Linked DNA regions of Mus musculus: all the other regions are linked to region 3. A link is a contact called in public ChIA-PET, Hi-C and HiCAR-type data. All regions are on one chromosome and are shown on one strand. The core of a region is the stretch at or near the end of the contact, and the rest is flanking DNA. Distances in the headings are between cores, read along the strand shown. Region 1 has its middle 14 kb from the start of Gm35388. Region 2 has its middle 29 kb from the start of Fndc3a. Region 3 has its middle 31 kb from the start of Gm41208. Region 4 overlaps Gm4606 (NADH dehydrogenase [ubiquinone] 1 alpha subcomplex assembly factor 4). Region 5 overlaps Gm35218 (a long non-coding RNA gene).

What was found. A called contact is a pair of places that touch in the nucleus more often than the background predicts. ChIA-PET counts read pairs in DNA pulled down with a chosen protein or histone mark. HiCAR-type assays count read pairs that join an accessible place to other places.
Region 1: an RNA polymerase II ChIA-PET map of memory CD8 T cells shows a contact between it and region 3, with 28 read pairs. The contact joins two enhancer-like sites. A contact is called at or near these places in 4 of 484 Hi-C or Micro-C datasets (the MNK3 cell line, Sertoli cells, brown adipocytes and 1 more) and 1 of 115 datasets of contacts at active chromatin or transcription factors (memory CD8 T cells).
Region 2: a Hi-C map of the N1E-115 cell line shows a contact between it and region 3, with 5 times the contacts expected there. The contact joins two enhancer-like sites. A contact is called at or near these places in 2 of 15 datasets of contacts at CTCF or cohesin (the NIH/3T3 cell line and large pre-B cells), 4 of 484 Hi-C or Micro-C datasets (the N1E-115 cell line, bone marrow-derived macrophages, pancreatic cancer cells and 1 more), 5 of 115 datasets of contacts at active chromatin or transcription factors (acute myeloid leukemia, embryonic basal ganglia, extraembryonic endoderm stem cells and 2 more) and 2 of 9 other capture datasets (adipose tissue and embryonic stem cells).
Region 4: a contact with region 3 is called in a Hi-C map of uterus, with 2.9 times the contacts expected there. The contact joins two enhancer-like sites. A contact is called at or near these places in 3 of 484 Hi-C or Micro-C datasets (cerebral cortex, myocytes and uterus), 8 of 115 datasets of contacts at active chromatin or transcription factors (CD8 T cells, acute myeloid leukemia, embryonic stem cells and 5 more) and 2 of 9 other capture datasets (adipose tissue and embryonic stem cells).
Region 5: a contact with region 3 is called in a HiCAR-type map of fibro-adipogenic progenitors, with 5 times the contacts expected there. The contact joins two enhancer-like sites. A contact is called at or near these places in 3 of 15 datasets of contacts at CTCF or cohesin (CD8 T cells, the NIH/3T3 cell line and pro-B cells), 9 of 484 Hi-C or Micro-C datasets (the C2C12 cell line, the F1.1 cell line, the N1E-115 cell line and 5 more) and 7 of 115 datasets of contacts at active chromatin or transcription factors (CD8 T cells, the HPC-7 cell line, acute myeloid leukemia and 4 more).

The regions. Positions count from the first base shown.
Region 1 is chr14:73,115,770-73,118,469 of GRCm38.p6, reverse strand. No RefSeq gene overlaps it. Among named protein-coding and RNA genes, the nearest start is that of Gm35388, 14 kb to the right of the region's middle. Within about 2 kb of position 1,324, at least 152 of the 459 cell types and tissues checked have an H3K27ac peak or open chromatin away from gene starts, as enhancers often do. A contact at or near this core is called in the MNK3 cell line and memory CD8 T cells, where this site is marked.
Region 2 is chr14:72,737,460-72,740,159 of GRCm38.p6, reverse strand. No RefSeq gene overlaps it. Among named protein-coding and RNA genes, the nearest start is that of Fndc3a, 29 kb to the right of the region's middle. Within about 2 kb of position 1,374, at least 32 of the 459 cell types and tissues checked have an H3K27ac peak or open chromatin away from gene starts, as enhancers often do. A contact at or near this core is called in the N1E-115 cell line, adipose tissue, bone marrow-derived macrophages and 1 more, where this site is marked.
Region 3 is chr14:72,981,809-72,984,508 of GRCm38.p6, reverse strand. No RefSeq gene overlaps it. Among named protein-coding and RNA genes, the nearest start is that of Gm41208, 31 kb to the left of the region's middle. Within about 2 kb of position 1,413, at least 152 of the 459 cell types and tissues checked have an H3K27ac peak or open chromatin away from gene starts, as enhancers often do. A contact at or near this core is called in the C2C12 cell line, the MNK3 cell line, the N1E-115 cell line and 6 more, where this site is marked.
Region 4 is chr14:72,843,387-72,846,086 of GRCm38.p6, reverse strand. The region is part of intron 1 of Gm4606 (NADH dehydrogenase [ubiquinone] 1 alpha subcomplex assembly factor 4); the gene reads left to right. Among named protein-coding and RNA genes, the nearest start is that of Gm41206, 7.1 kb to the left of the region's middle. Within about 2 kb of position 1,321, at least 16 of the 459 cell types and tissues checked have an H3K27ac peak or open chromatin away from gene starts, as enhancers often do. A contact at or near this core is called in uterus, where this site is marked.
Region 5 is chr14:72,782,082-72,784,781 of GRCm38.p6, reverse strand. The region is part of intron 5 of Gm35218 (a long non-coding RNA gene); the gene reads left to right. Among named protein-coding and RNA genes, the nearest start is that of Gm35218, 24 kb to the left of the region's middle. Within about 2 kb of position 1,426, at least 75 of the 459 cell types and tissues checked have an H3K27ac peak or open chromatin away from gene starts, as enhancers often do. A contact at or near this core is called in the C2C12 cell line, the N1E-115 cell line, fibro-adipogenic progenitors and 2 more, where this site is marked.

The sequences.
Region 1 (2,700 bases), core at 75-2,574, 130 kb before region 3:
TCTAGAACTACATAATGAGGCTGTGATTTAGCAACTACAATGGATTTATACACAAAGGTCTCTCAGCTAGAGATGCGTGTCATCATGGCTGGCTTACCAAAAGGGCACAGGCCTCTCCAGATGTGGCTCCCTGATTTTCGATTTGCAGCGCCCAGAACTGAAAAACCTAGATGAATCCTCTCTTTTCAAATCAAATTCATGGGTGTTCATACCAACAGAAAACAGCCTGAAGGGAGGAGGTTAGGGTGGAGTGACATGGAGTGAACACATGACTGGCCTTTGCTGATTCTGAAATGCAGGCAAGAAAACACACTATCTTCCAGGGCTTTCTGGCCCTGCAGACACCTTGATTTTAGCCTATGAACTCCAATATGCCCTCATTTCACAAAAGAGGACAAGAGCCCCAAGACTCACTCTGACTCTGCCCTAATTCATACAAGTTGGTGACCTATCTCAAATCCATCAGGACAGTGAAGACTAGGGGTTCATAAATGCAGCGTTCGGATTTGTGAAGTCTGGGCTGGGATCTGGCTCCCTGCTTTTCCAACGTGCTGGCAGACAAAGCCTGGAGCCCAGGGTTCAGATTCCTGCTTCCATCTTGGGATCTGACAATCTAGAAAAGCCAGGGACATCTGATGGGATTCCACAAGGAGGCAGTAGGGATCCAATGTGTGTAAGTCTTTGGAGAATGGGATTTATTGTCTCACAGGACAAGGCAAGATAATAAAGGCATAATTCTCTATGTTTCCTGTGAGGCAGATATCACCAAAATGGGATAGGTTTCTTGTGCTTCAGGCTGCCCTGTAACCTGCTCTGTATCCAGGTGGCCTTGAATTTATATTCCTGCTGTTTCAGCCTCCCAGGCTATGGAACGTCAGACCAGCACCATCATGGCCAGGCGGCTATGTGATTAATATTTGTAGCTGAAAAGGCATCTTAAACTTGCCAGCATATGTCTGCCATTGCATACAGCACAGAGATCAAAACACCATGGTTCTTTATTTTCAACTTTGAGAGAGAGAGAGAGAGAGAGAGAGAGAGAGAGAGAGAGAGAGAGAGAGAGAGATTAATGTGATTGTGGGAGAAAACATTAGTCTTTAATTTCAACCCCAAGTTTTATGTATTTCCTTTTAGAAAAAAATAATAATGCGCTTATCTTTGAGAAACGTCTCTGAAATCTTGACAATGCGGGGGCTCCTGGGTGACCCCGCCTCTCCTCTGGCCTCAAAACTCCTCCTTCGGGCGCTGCAAACTCAGAACCAGGATGCCGCCTGCCCACCAACTGCAGCTGTGGTTTCCTCAGTCTTTGTTTTGGAAAAAAAAATATGCTGCCCTACTTCTCTGTCCTTGTAGAACGTACATCTGTTTCTGGCTACCAGAGCCACCTGCAGGCTAAGAGTCTTCTGGTTTCATTTTTGAAGCAGCTCCCTGGCACGCAAGTGAGGAGTATCAGTGCTCAGACACATGACTGCAGGAAGGGAGCAAATGCTGGACTGTTCTCTGTGACTCTACCTTTTAAAAAGCTTTTCTCTGCTCCCATCTCCCCTTCCTTCTCCCTCTATCTGTCTTCCCTTCTCTCCCTCTTTCCCTCATCTCTCTCAATTTATTTTCATTTTAGACAGGGTTTCCTTTATGGCCCAGACTGGCCTTAAGCTTTCTTTTTGTAAAAAACAAAAAAAAAATTGGTTATTTTACTTATATACATTTCAAATGTTATCCCCCTTCCTGGTTTCCCCTCTGTAAACCCCCCTATCCCCTCCCCGTCCCCCTGTTTCTATGAGGGTGCTCACCCACCCACTCCCACTTCATCACCCTAGCATCCCCTTATGCTAGGGCATTAAGCCTGCACAGGACCAAGGGCTTCCCCTCCCATCGATGTAAGATAAGGCCTTCCTCTGCTACTTATGCAGCTGGAGCCATGAGCCCCATCATGTGTATTCTTTGGTTGGTGGTTTAGTCCCTGGGAGATCTTGGGGGCTGGGGGGGGTGTCTGGTTGGTTAATATTGTTGTTCTTCCTATGGGGCTGCAAACCCCTTCAGCTCCTTCAGTCCTTCCCCTAATCCTCCATTGGGGTCTCCGTGCTTAGTCTGATGGTTGGCTGCAAACATCTGCTCTGGCAGAGCCTCTCAGGAGACATCCTGCCCCAGCCTCCTAAGTGCTGAGATTATAGGCATTTATGCAACTATGTCTCTCTTGTAGTGGCTCAAATATGGTCCCCAGCCCCAACGGTGTTTATATAGAAGGGATTTTTAAAGTATTTTCTTTTCTTCATGTGTATGCATAGATGTGTGTGTGTGCGTGTGCGTGTGCGTGTGCGTGTGTGTGTGCGTGTGCGTGTGTGTGTGTGTGTGTGTGTGTGTGTGGCAGGTACAAGTTTATGTGCATGCATGCATGTGAAGACCAGAAAACCTGTCACGCTTCCACTAGTTCTCAGGCAGCTGCTCACCTTAGGTTTATTTTAAATTTTAAATTTTTTAAAATTTTTGCCGTTTTTGTTATTATTTTGTTTTGTTTTTGAGACAGGTTTCTCTGTATAGCTCTGGTTGTCCCGAAACTCATCTGTAGATCAGCCTGGCTTGGAACTCAGAGATCCACCTACCTCTGCCTTCCAAATGCTGGGATTAAGGGTGTGTGCCAACCATACCCAACTCACCTTATTTTGCTTTTGTTTCCTTTCTCTTTAAAAATGACATAAGGTC
Region 2 (2,700 bases), core at 125-2,624, 240 kb after region 3:
GAGGCCAAGGCTGTGAGGAAGAGCAGCGCAGCCCCTGTTGCCCCATTAAAGGACAGGAAAATATGCTGGGCAGGGCATGACCACAGGAATTCTGGGCTCTGGTCCCACTTAAAGTAACAAGGAAGACACTCTGGGCAAATCCAATGCAGCATACGTAGGGTGAAAAGACTAGAACATCTTCTGCCAGCAAGGATACTGACTGCAGAATAGGAATTGCACATTTCACTAAAGCTTGCTCTCCCCCATTAAAAATAATGGGTGGAGATGTTTTGACATACTTGCCTGTCTTATCAACCCCAAATAAAACATTAGCTGCAGTCATAACAATTTTTTACCTCAGATCTATTTTGGAATGCTTGCTGATGGTGCAAGTGTTCCCTTGTGGAAATGTGCCTGCTCTTCAAACAATGCCAAATGGAACCATTTTCTGGGCATATAGGACATTTTATTTTTGAAAATCCTTGCTGATGTACGCAGGGCCTGTGCAGTGTCAAGACACATATTTAATCAAGCATCCCTGGGAGAACAGCTTAGTACCATTAGCCTCATTACACAGATAAGAACACTGAAATCTAAATAGGTTGACTAGAGGTTGCCCGAACGCTTCTTAACAACAGAGTACTCTAAAAAATCCGTTGTGTATAAAGAAAACAAGTGAGCTCGTAAATGAGAAAGACTAGTGAAAACAGCCTAGAGGCAAAGAAAATTTACATTTTTGTTTTGAAAGCTTTCACAGTTGGTGTCAAAGAACACATTGTTCTCCTGAGCAATGTACAGTTTTTTTCTCGCTCAGGATTTTGGGGAATTAGACAACTTTATCTGCAGAACCCATGCAAACTAGAGGCCCGTCGGTGGCTTTCCTCCATGGAGTTCAATGTAATAAGAACACTCTGGTTATGTTGTTTCTGTCACCATTGTGAAAGTAAGATGTATCCTATGCAAATCCAATAAACCGCTGACTCTGACTTTCACCCAGCCGTGTATTGAGTGGTAACTCTGGATCGGTCAATAAGCTAAGCCTGGAGACTCAGGCATAAATAGGATAGCCCCCACCTTTCAGTGGCTTTCAGTCTAGGTGAGAGAAGCAAAATGTAACTCCAAACAGTTAAAAGATGATCTGCTAGTAAGTATGGCTACGTGAATAAATGGCTTCCTGAACAACTGTGTCCCCAGTGCTGTGAGTAGTAGACAGGAAGATTGCTGGGACTTGCTGGCTGCCAGCCTAGACTTTAATTTAATAAGGGATCCTGTCTCAAGGAAATATGACAGAGAGTTATAGAGCAGGACACACAAAACCCTACTTTGGCCTATATACACAGGCATGCATGCATACACACAGACACAGACACGCACACATATACACGTTCACATACATATAAACATACACCACACACACACACACACACACACACACACGCATACACCCACATAATCCCACAATATCATGTTAGTTAAACTACAAATGTATACAAACTACCCCAGAAATAAAAAGAAGTGTGGGATGTTCTCTGCCCATGAAAACAGTATCACTAGAGGACACAATACTGAAACAGTGTCTTAAAACAGAGTAAGGTGAAATGCACCCTGCCCAAACAGGATGGTAAATGAGAGGCTGAGAAGTACAGAAGTGTCATCTGGCCGGTATGTGCTGAAATGGGGGGTTGGGGTGGGGGATAAAGCTGGAAAGGCAGAATGAGATAGGCTGGTGACAGGTGGTGATCCATCATCACTGATGACTCACTGAAGGATCTAAACCAGGAAATGCCATGGTCATCTCTGCTTTCACAAACTGGGCTGAAAGGGGAAGTGTTGGAGGTCCGTGGGCCAGTCAGGAGATCTTGCATTCATGGTCAAGGACAGACATGATAATGACCTGAACCACCATGATGGCAGCAAGGGTACAAAGAGCCAACGGTATCATGAAGTGCGCAAAGTCAAACTCAAAAAGGCAAGCATCACATGTTTTCTCTTATATAGGGACTTTAGGAGGAAAAAAAAACCTATGAAAACAAAAGGGAAAAGTCTGAGGGTTAAGAGAGTATAGTGGGCAGCAAAGAATATCATATACATGCATGAAAACTTAATGAATCTATTATTTTCTACAACTAAAAAAAACTTTAAAATAACACCCAATGTAATGAGAATTCTGGAATATTTGTATATTTTAAAAACATAGAAATATTTTAAGAATATGCTTTTGTTTCAATCTCAGGTGCGGGGCTGGGGGGTGGGGGCTTCACGGCAGCTGACTATGATTTGCCTCTTGTTCTAGCAGAGGCATGTTTTTGCCAGCTGCAGATAGTTTCTGTGATTGTATGACGTTTGAAATTCTGGGAAATTTTCAGAGATTATATAAAATGCTAGGGCCCCAAGAGGTGGGGATGGTGGTTAGTGGTGGCTCAGGGGGGTTGGTTGTGGATTGTTAGTAGTCATCTTCAAGGAAGAAACAAAAGGAACAAAATTAGATTCAGGAATCAATCTCTCTCTCTCTCTCTCTCTCTCTCTCTCTCTCTCTCTCTCTCTCTCTCTCTCTCTCTCTCCTTTATCTAGTAAAGTATCTAACTAGAAGCTACATACCTTTCTCTTTTATCTAGTGATAGGGATGTGAAACTGGGTGGATAAAGGGTGAAAAGAAGAAAAACCCAGAAAGTAGTAAAGCCCAGCTACAACCCAAGACAGCACATGGGTGGGAGCTTGGTA
Region 3 (2,700 bases), core at 164-2,663:
AACCTGTTTGCTCCACATGACTCTTAGCTCTAGGAGCTCATCTCAGTGTAGCATCAACGCACACAAAAACTTCTTGTTTTGCTTTTCTTTGTCCTCTCCTCGAGTATATAAGTCCTTCATAAAAGGAAGGCAGCCAGCAGAGATCACATCGGACCAATGGGGCCAATCCTGGGACTTCATAGATGTTTGGAAGATGAGCCGATGCTGGAATCACGAAGGAACACAGACGCAAAGAGCATCCATTATGATGGGAAGAGTCAAGAACATGCCGATGTCAGGTAGCTTGGTTAGAATTCCAGTCCTGTCCCTTGTCAGTTAAATGACTTTAGACTCTTCTAAACCTTAATTATCTCACTTGCAGAATAACAACCACAGCAACGATAGCAGCCTAGAAAGATAATTACTTTGATATTATTGCAGATACGTCAGGACTGAAATGCAGTAAATGGGATAGTGTAATTATTTAGACTAGAGTTTGGCACATTCTAAAGGCTGAGCTAATATTAACAATACTCTCACCCCCTTGGTGTCAGCCTAATTCTTTCTCTGCTGGGGTACATTTTGAAGAAAAGAACTATTACTACATTTGGAAAAATTCTACAATTCTTATTTGAGAACGATAACATGGAATTTCTTTCCAAAGCAGCCACCAGTATCTCCGAATCATGTGGAGTCATTTACAAAGATGAATAAATATTTATCGCGCTGACATTGGCATGACTCCCAGCGTCAGAGGGTCTCATTACCAGGAATGTTTATGAATGGCTTCTCCCGAGCCATGTTTTACCGGCATAAAACTCACCACTAGGTGGCAGCTGAGAGAGAGTCCCCGGAAGTGAAGGCAAACACACCCTTTTGGCAGCTGCATCCGAGGCTTTGCTGTTCATACCCAAACAACTGACTCACCCAGTGAGCAGCGTCAGCCTGGAAAATGACAGGCACTGATTTCAACGGCCAGTGAAATATAACATCCCTGGGGCCAGAGCAGAAAGACAGATCTGGAAGCCTGAGAGCAATTTCCACGGAAATAAGAGAATTAGGGCTGCTGACAAATGAAGACACAAAAGCTTATAAACTACTTAAGTCTTTATGATAAATCACGTCCCTAGATAAAGAAGACTCGTATAGTCACGATTCTCCCGTGCACAAAAGCCTACGGTGACCATGATGGGTTTCGCAATTAGTAATGGGTGGGCGGGTAGGAAGGAACAATAACCTGGTGTTAGAATTTCTAGGGAGAACTAAGCAAATAGCACTCATCACACTTTCTCTGTTCATAACACCGACTAGGGAAAGAGACTGTCAGTGCAGTGTGACTATTGATGATATGCAGAGGACAGAGGGCATAGCACCGCAGGAGAGCTGAACAACAGCGGTAACATTTCCTTAAGCACTGACTCTGCAGAACCCTGTCTGCCTTCCACGCTGTCTCTCTCACCCTGCCAACTCCACTGCCTGGCAGCGGTGATTCATATCCCCATTTGACAACCAGGGAATTGGAGGCTTTCAGAGATTAACTTGCCTAAAGCTGGAGTTCGATTCCATATCCAAGATTCAAATCTCTGCAGTCTACCAGAGCTATGGTAACAGGAAGAAATCCAAGGTGGTCAGCAGGATTTGTGCACGTGTCCCAGCCTTCTTTGCTTCATCTCCTCCTGTACGTTTTGATGCTCTAATTAAGCTGCAGTGGGGCAGCATTATGGGCTGGCCTGAAGGCTACCAGTGCCGAGGTTGCACAGAAGATGGGGGCACCAGAGGATAAATAACAGTGCCCTTTTATTATCTTGAGGGTGCCTCCTCAAAATAAGAGGGCCATTGTAATTTCTTGTACTCCAAGGATTTGTGTGTGCCCCCTTGGCCACTAGTCACCATGACACATTTGCCCTTTCAATTCAACCTAGACTTTGGCTTCTGTGCCAAACATACTGGCAGAGGTCTACACGGTCTCTTCAGACCCAGAGGATGCTGTAAGAATCACCACCAAGTACTTTTCTTCTGACACTTCACCTGTTTGTTGACCTGACATTCCCCAAAGATCCAAGCTGACCCTCCAACCCCTTATTTTGTCCCTGGCTCCTCATTTCTGCCCAGTGCTAGGTGCAAAAGGGTGCTCATGAATGAAAAGATTCTTAGATTAGATATCTTTTCATTCTGTTTGCTTTCAGGGAAGATGGAGGGGAACTCCAAGCCATGTAATTTGTATTTAAAGCAGGAGCAGGCTCTTGAAGTACTGGCTTCAGGTCACAACCCTTGGGAGCTGACCCATGAGCTCTGAGACAGGATAAAAGTCTGGGATACACTTACCGTTGCTGAAGCTGTTCAAAGAACAGTGTGGGATATTACCTTCTCAGCTTGCTCAGGGGCCTGTGGCTGCTCACCTGGAAGTCCCTGTGTATATAAAGGTGACATGAAGAGAGGACTCCCTCCCACACAGACCACCACTACCACACACACAGGTACCATTGCAGTATTTCCTCCAGTGCTAAGCAATAGCTAGAATTTCCCCTAAGAGGGTGACAGCCCACACAGGTTTGCATTGGCCACAATAAACTTCCAGGCCATTTGTTTTCCTGTGATGTCATGACTCCAGCTTGCCCTAGCTCTTCCAAACCTTCACAAACATGGATGCACTCATTTCCAAACCCACACGGATACAGTGTTATAGTGTCAACACCACGCTCAGAACAATGGCTTAGAGTC
Region 4 (2,700 bases), core at 72-2,571, 140 kb after region 3:
AAACAGCCTCATCTAACACATTCATATGCATGTTTATGAAATCTTTTGCTCTGAGACTCAAGTCCCAAGAGATTTTTTTTGAATAAATACTAGAGAGCTGGGTGCTGTGGAATAAATTCATTAAACTTAATAACCCTTAATTGGTAGACATGTAGGAGAAAGCTCTGTGTGCCTGATACAAGCATGTTCCTGAGAGAGAGAGAGAGAGAGAGAGAGAGAGAGAGAGAGAGAGAGAGAGCAGGATATTGCTATTAGGGAAATACATCTAATCAATACAGCTTGCCTGGATACAACTCAGGCTGGTGGGTAAAGGCAAGCACTGGTCTCTGCTGGGTCTGCTTTGAAAGCAGTGGCCTCATTCTGACCCTGATGTTAATCTTTTTCTCATTTAACCAAGAGTTATGCTGCTTGTCACTTGCCACATATAGCCACTAATGTAGAAAACTGAAGAATTTGCTTTGTTATGAGGAAAACCCTTATCACTAAGCAAGTTTCTAGGATTTATATCAGAAAATAAAATCTCCTCTGAACACATAATAGAAGCTAGTCATTTGGCATGCCAATATCCCTATATTAAATTATATTAGAGTCTTTATTTTTCAAGGAGTATTAGGTCAAGCTGTCTTATCAAAATCTAATTGAGTGAAAAGTTCTTTCTATCTGCCAGGAACCGAGAGTATGTTTCCCATTGGCATAAAACCGGTGCCTCTGAGGTGAACCTTCAGAGCTCACGTAATAGTGGCCTCCATTTTGGATGGCACACACTCAGACTGCATAAATCTCAGGCTAGAAAACACCCCGGTGAACTATCACGGTTTTGCTAGCCTTCACTAACTGGATAATAGAGCTATAATTTAGTCTGAAGTGTGTATGGGGAGGATCCATGCTGGGAATGTGAGCCTCAGAGGGTGCAGCCATCATGCCACTAATAGGAAGCCACACTCCTGTCAGCAAAATCCTCTCAAGTGGAGAGCTTCCTTCAGGATACACTGTGCTGAGAGTTAAAAAGAAAAAAAAAGTTTGTAAGAAAAGGAAGCAAATGTCAAACAGATAGCAGATTTATTTTCAGAGTTATGTAATACACACACACACACACACACACACACACACACACACACACACAAAGGCCTGCCACAGTGCAGAGTTGTCATGGTTACCTGATCTCTTATCAAACAGGAGAATCAAGCAGGGGAGGGAAACCTGGAAAATAGAGTAACCAGAGAGGCCTGAATCTTCAGAGAGCTCTTCTCCAACTGGGCTTGTTTGTGAGTGCTTAAAATAGGAGACACTTTCTGCTGCTTTAGCCAACGTTTTTAAGGAACTTATTTCGCTGTGTCGAATGGGGCTCTGTCCTGCTGTGTTTTTAGAAAGATGAAAACATGATGTCTAAAATGTCATTGTTCGCAGGGATCTCCACATGAACAATAACAAATGTACCTGTACATTTTGTTTTCTTCATGCACTAAAAGAAAACATCTTTAGAAATGCATAAAGTTTGCTTTGTTTTTTTTTAAAAAAAAAAAAAAACCTTAAATTTCACTACTTCAAATACTTCAAAGTATTTTTTGTGGGGGTTTCAGTTTTAAATTCTTTAAAAATTTCTAAAATCATTATTTTTTACCTTTCACTGTATGGGTGTTTTGCATGCACGTGTGTCTGTGTACCATGGCACCTATGGAGACCAGAAGAGAGAATTAGATCTCCCCTCCTCCCCAGAATTGGACTTATAAATGGTTGTAAACTCCATGTGAGTACTGGGAATAAAACCCAAGTCCTCTGGGAGAGCAACAAGTACTTTTAACCACCGAACATATCTCCAAACACAATCCACACACACAACAGCAGTTTACCAAGAAACAGGCAATCAGAATGCATATACGGTGGCAGTGTGCAAAGGCTAAGCCTAGAGGAGATGGAAATGTGGCTGCTTATCTCAGGTATTTGAAAGGGGTGCGGTGGGGAGGTGATGGGGAGAGCATGGCCAGGAGCAAAGGATCAGCAGTTTAACAACTTCTCAATCACTCCAGTTCTCAAACCTCACAGTGGAGAGGCTTGAAACCCAAGTGGGAAGATCTTCAATATGGGAAAATAAGCCTTAGTCTTAGTAATTCTGACGTCTCAAGAATTAACACTCTGAAAACTTGTGTGATGGCTAATACTAATTGTCACCTTGATAAGGTCTAGAATCACCTAGGAGGCAGACCTATGGGCATGCCTGTGGTGGACTGGGTTAAAGAAAGATGAGAAAACTGGTCCACTGTGGGTGGCAGCATACCCTGGACTGAGATTCTAGACTGTATTCAAAGGAAGAAGGGAGCTGCGCACAGGCATTTATCTCTCTGCCTATAGATGTGATGTTGCCAACAACTTCTGGTTCCTACTGCTTTAACTTTCCCACCGTGATGCAACTGTGTGCCAAAATAAACACTTCCTGAAGTTGCTTTTTATCAAAGTATTTATCCTTACAACAGAAAAAGTAACTAGAGCACATTAGTATGCACTAAATGTTATTTTAGATGCTATAGTTTGATATGTTACACAGACAACATTTCCATGAAATGACATCTTCATGAAATTCAAAGAAAATAAGTTCAGATAAGATAGTTTATTCAAAGACTCAGAAAGCTGTCTTCTTTGTTGTTGCTTAGAGGACTTTGCTTGTTTGTTTGTTTGCTTGCTTGGTACAGGGTCTCCCTATTC
Region 5 (2,700 bases), core at 177-2,676, 200 kb after region 3:
TGCCCTTTTTTCAGTATGCCACAGTCTTAACATTCCTTGGTATGTATGATGTAACAACATGAACAGTTGTGCCCCTAATGCATTTTCTGACTATGTGGTCAGTTTTGCTTTTTCTCTATTTTTTCCTCTTTTTTCTTGAACCTATTTTTTTCTTCTTTCAAATAAGGAAGATAGAACCAAAATGATAATCCAATGGCTTCTTATTATTCTTCGATTTGGTTTCCTGCCTCATCTTGCGATTGCCCTTACTGGGAGGAGAGAGAAACGAAAGACTGAGAAAGTAAACATGTACAAACTTGGTGATTCTGTGACTCATGTGAGAGTTTTCCTGCCGTTGACTTCATTCTAAGCCAGGCTTAGCACAGAACACTGCCGTCTACTCTCTCTCTCTCTCTCTTTCTCTTTCTTTCTCTCTCTCTCTCTCTCTCTCTCTCTCTTTCTCTCTCTCTCTCTCTCTCTCTCTCTCTCTCTCTCTCTCTCTCTCTCTCTCTCCCTAGAAGTATATGTGATCATATTCTCGAAGTGCCTGCTTGGTGGTCTGTAGTCAGACCCTTATCACACAATAGCATTTTTTTCTTGCTTCCCCAGTACTCCTGCTGATTAAACAACAAGAAACTTTTCTTCTGGTCCTGTCATGATTCGGTAGTAAAGGACAAACTTGATTTCTAGGCTATATAACTCAGGGCCTGGTAAAATATTGGCCAGGAAGTGGACATAGGGAGCAATTACTTTGAACATGTCTGTACCTTGTTAGCAGCTCAAATACTCACGTAATTAATTACACTAATTTAAAGAAAAAATCTAAATATTTGACTTCTTACAATACTAAGAGGATTAAACAATTTGCTATATAAATACTTGCTATTTGGGCATTCTGTGTGGAAGGAAACAGGCTAGTATAACCTGTTTTGTTGTTGTCATCATTTCGTTTTTGGTTTGTTTTGTTTATATTTTTGCTTTGCAAGCCTACTGTGTGTCTTTCCCTGCTCAGGAGAATAAATAAAAAAAGTGTAAGAATTTATTCATATCCTCAAGAAAGTTATAGCCCCACTCAGAGGACTGAAAATAATTTGTTTATTAAGCAAGCAGCAGCAAAGGGAGATCATGTGACCAGTAGACATAAGAATAAGGTTGACCTGACCTATGGTGTAAGAGAAACCATCGTCATGGAGAAAAAGCATTGAACCTCGGAAGCACAGCCATGTGGCATCACCCAGTCAAGAGCATCAGACATGAGGCCCTCTGGCTGCTCCTCCAGGGATGGAAAGGACTTGGCTGCAAAAACTCTAACACTCCCTCCCTTCACACAGGAGGAGAGCATTGCCAGATGCATTTCTGCCCAGGCTGCAAAACAGGACATAGCTCCACACCCGCCCGCTGTCTTTCCTCACACTCACCACCCACGTGTGCTGTCTGGAGCAGGCGGGGAGGAGCTTCAGACCCGCTTCCCCTTCCCCTTTCCGGATGCTCTGCCCAATAACGCCCTTCCAAGCTTTATCCACTTCAAACCCAGATTCTTGAAGCATGCCTCAGGCTTTCTCAGCCCCGTGCTTTTATGTTCACTGTCCTCTCTACTTGGAAGAGCCTCTCTGGCCCCTTTTCTCTGTGGAAATCATTAGTAAAAAATCTTACCCCACCAACTATCCCAATAATATTTTTATTTGTAACTTTAAAAAAGTTTTTAGTATGTTTTTATTTGATTCCTTTCTTTAATTTCATCTACCATCTACCTATGCATACATTCTGTGGTGCATGTGTAAGGTCAGAGGGCAACTTAAGGGAGCAAGGTCTCTCTGACCTTGTGGGTCTTGGGGATTACACTCAATTCTCAGGCTTAACGCCAGGTGCCTTTGTGCACTGAGCCACCCCTATTGCGCTCCACATTACACTCCATGCTGACGTTTCTGTGAATGTCCTCTCCTCATCAAAGTTTCTGAAGGCCAAGGAAGCACCTTTTAGGTTTCTGCTCCCCAATATCCTAATATGTCTCTCCCAAAGAGTACTAAGTATTTATTGCATGGGTCTAAGTTCACCAAGAAGTCCTGGAGCAATGGAGAGGAACCCACAAAGAGGCAAGACACCTCTGGCCTCCATTGTCTACAAGGAAACAGTAGTAGGAATCCCGTGGAATTCATTACAGAGGGTCAACTGTGCTATTTACCGTTACTTATTCTATCTAAGCTATGCAAACTCCTTAGAACTCAGTTTTTTCTTCCTGAAATAGGCATAGCAGAATCCTGTGAGTTGTGTGGAAGCAAGCATAGTGTGTAGGAGGAATATCTAACCATCTATATATCCATACCTCAGGGGATGGATGGGTAAAATGAACCAGCATGGACCAATGATAAAACATGATCAAACATAGTACAATATTTTGTTAAGGCATCTCTTACTCCAGGTGGATGGGTGAGGCCATATATTCAAGTTCTCTTATATTCTCCTGTACACTCCTTGGTGGGATGTTTGCCTAATGAGAGTTCTTCAGGTTTCTCTTCACATCAGCAATGCTTCTTGTAGACATTGTACTGTAGCTGGGTGCCAAGTAAGTGAGGCCTTGGAAATATTTCGATTTGAAACCAAACATGGAGCTGACTGGTTTTGCAGGCTCTCCTCCTTGAGCATTGCGCTACTCCAGGACGGGTAACCTTAGCCTTACACTTCTGTCTACCTTAGCCCCAAGCTAGGGGTGGCTCCAGTGGA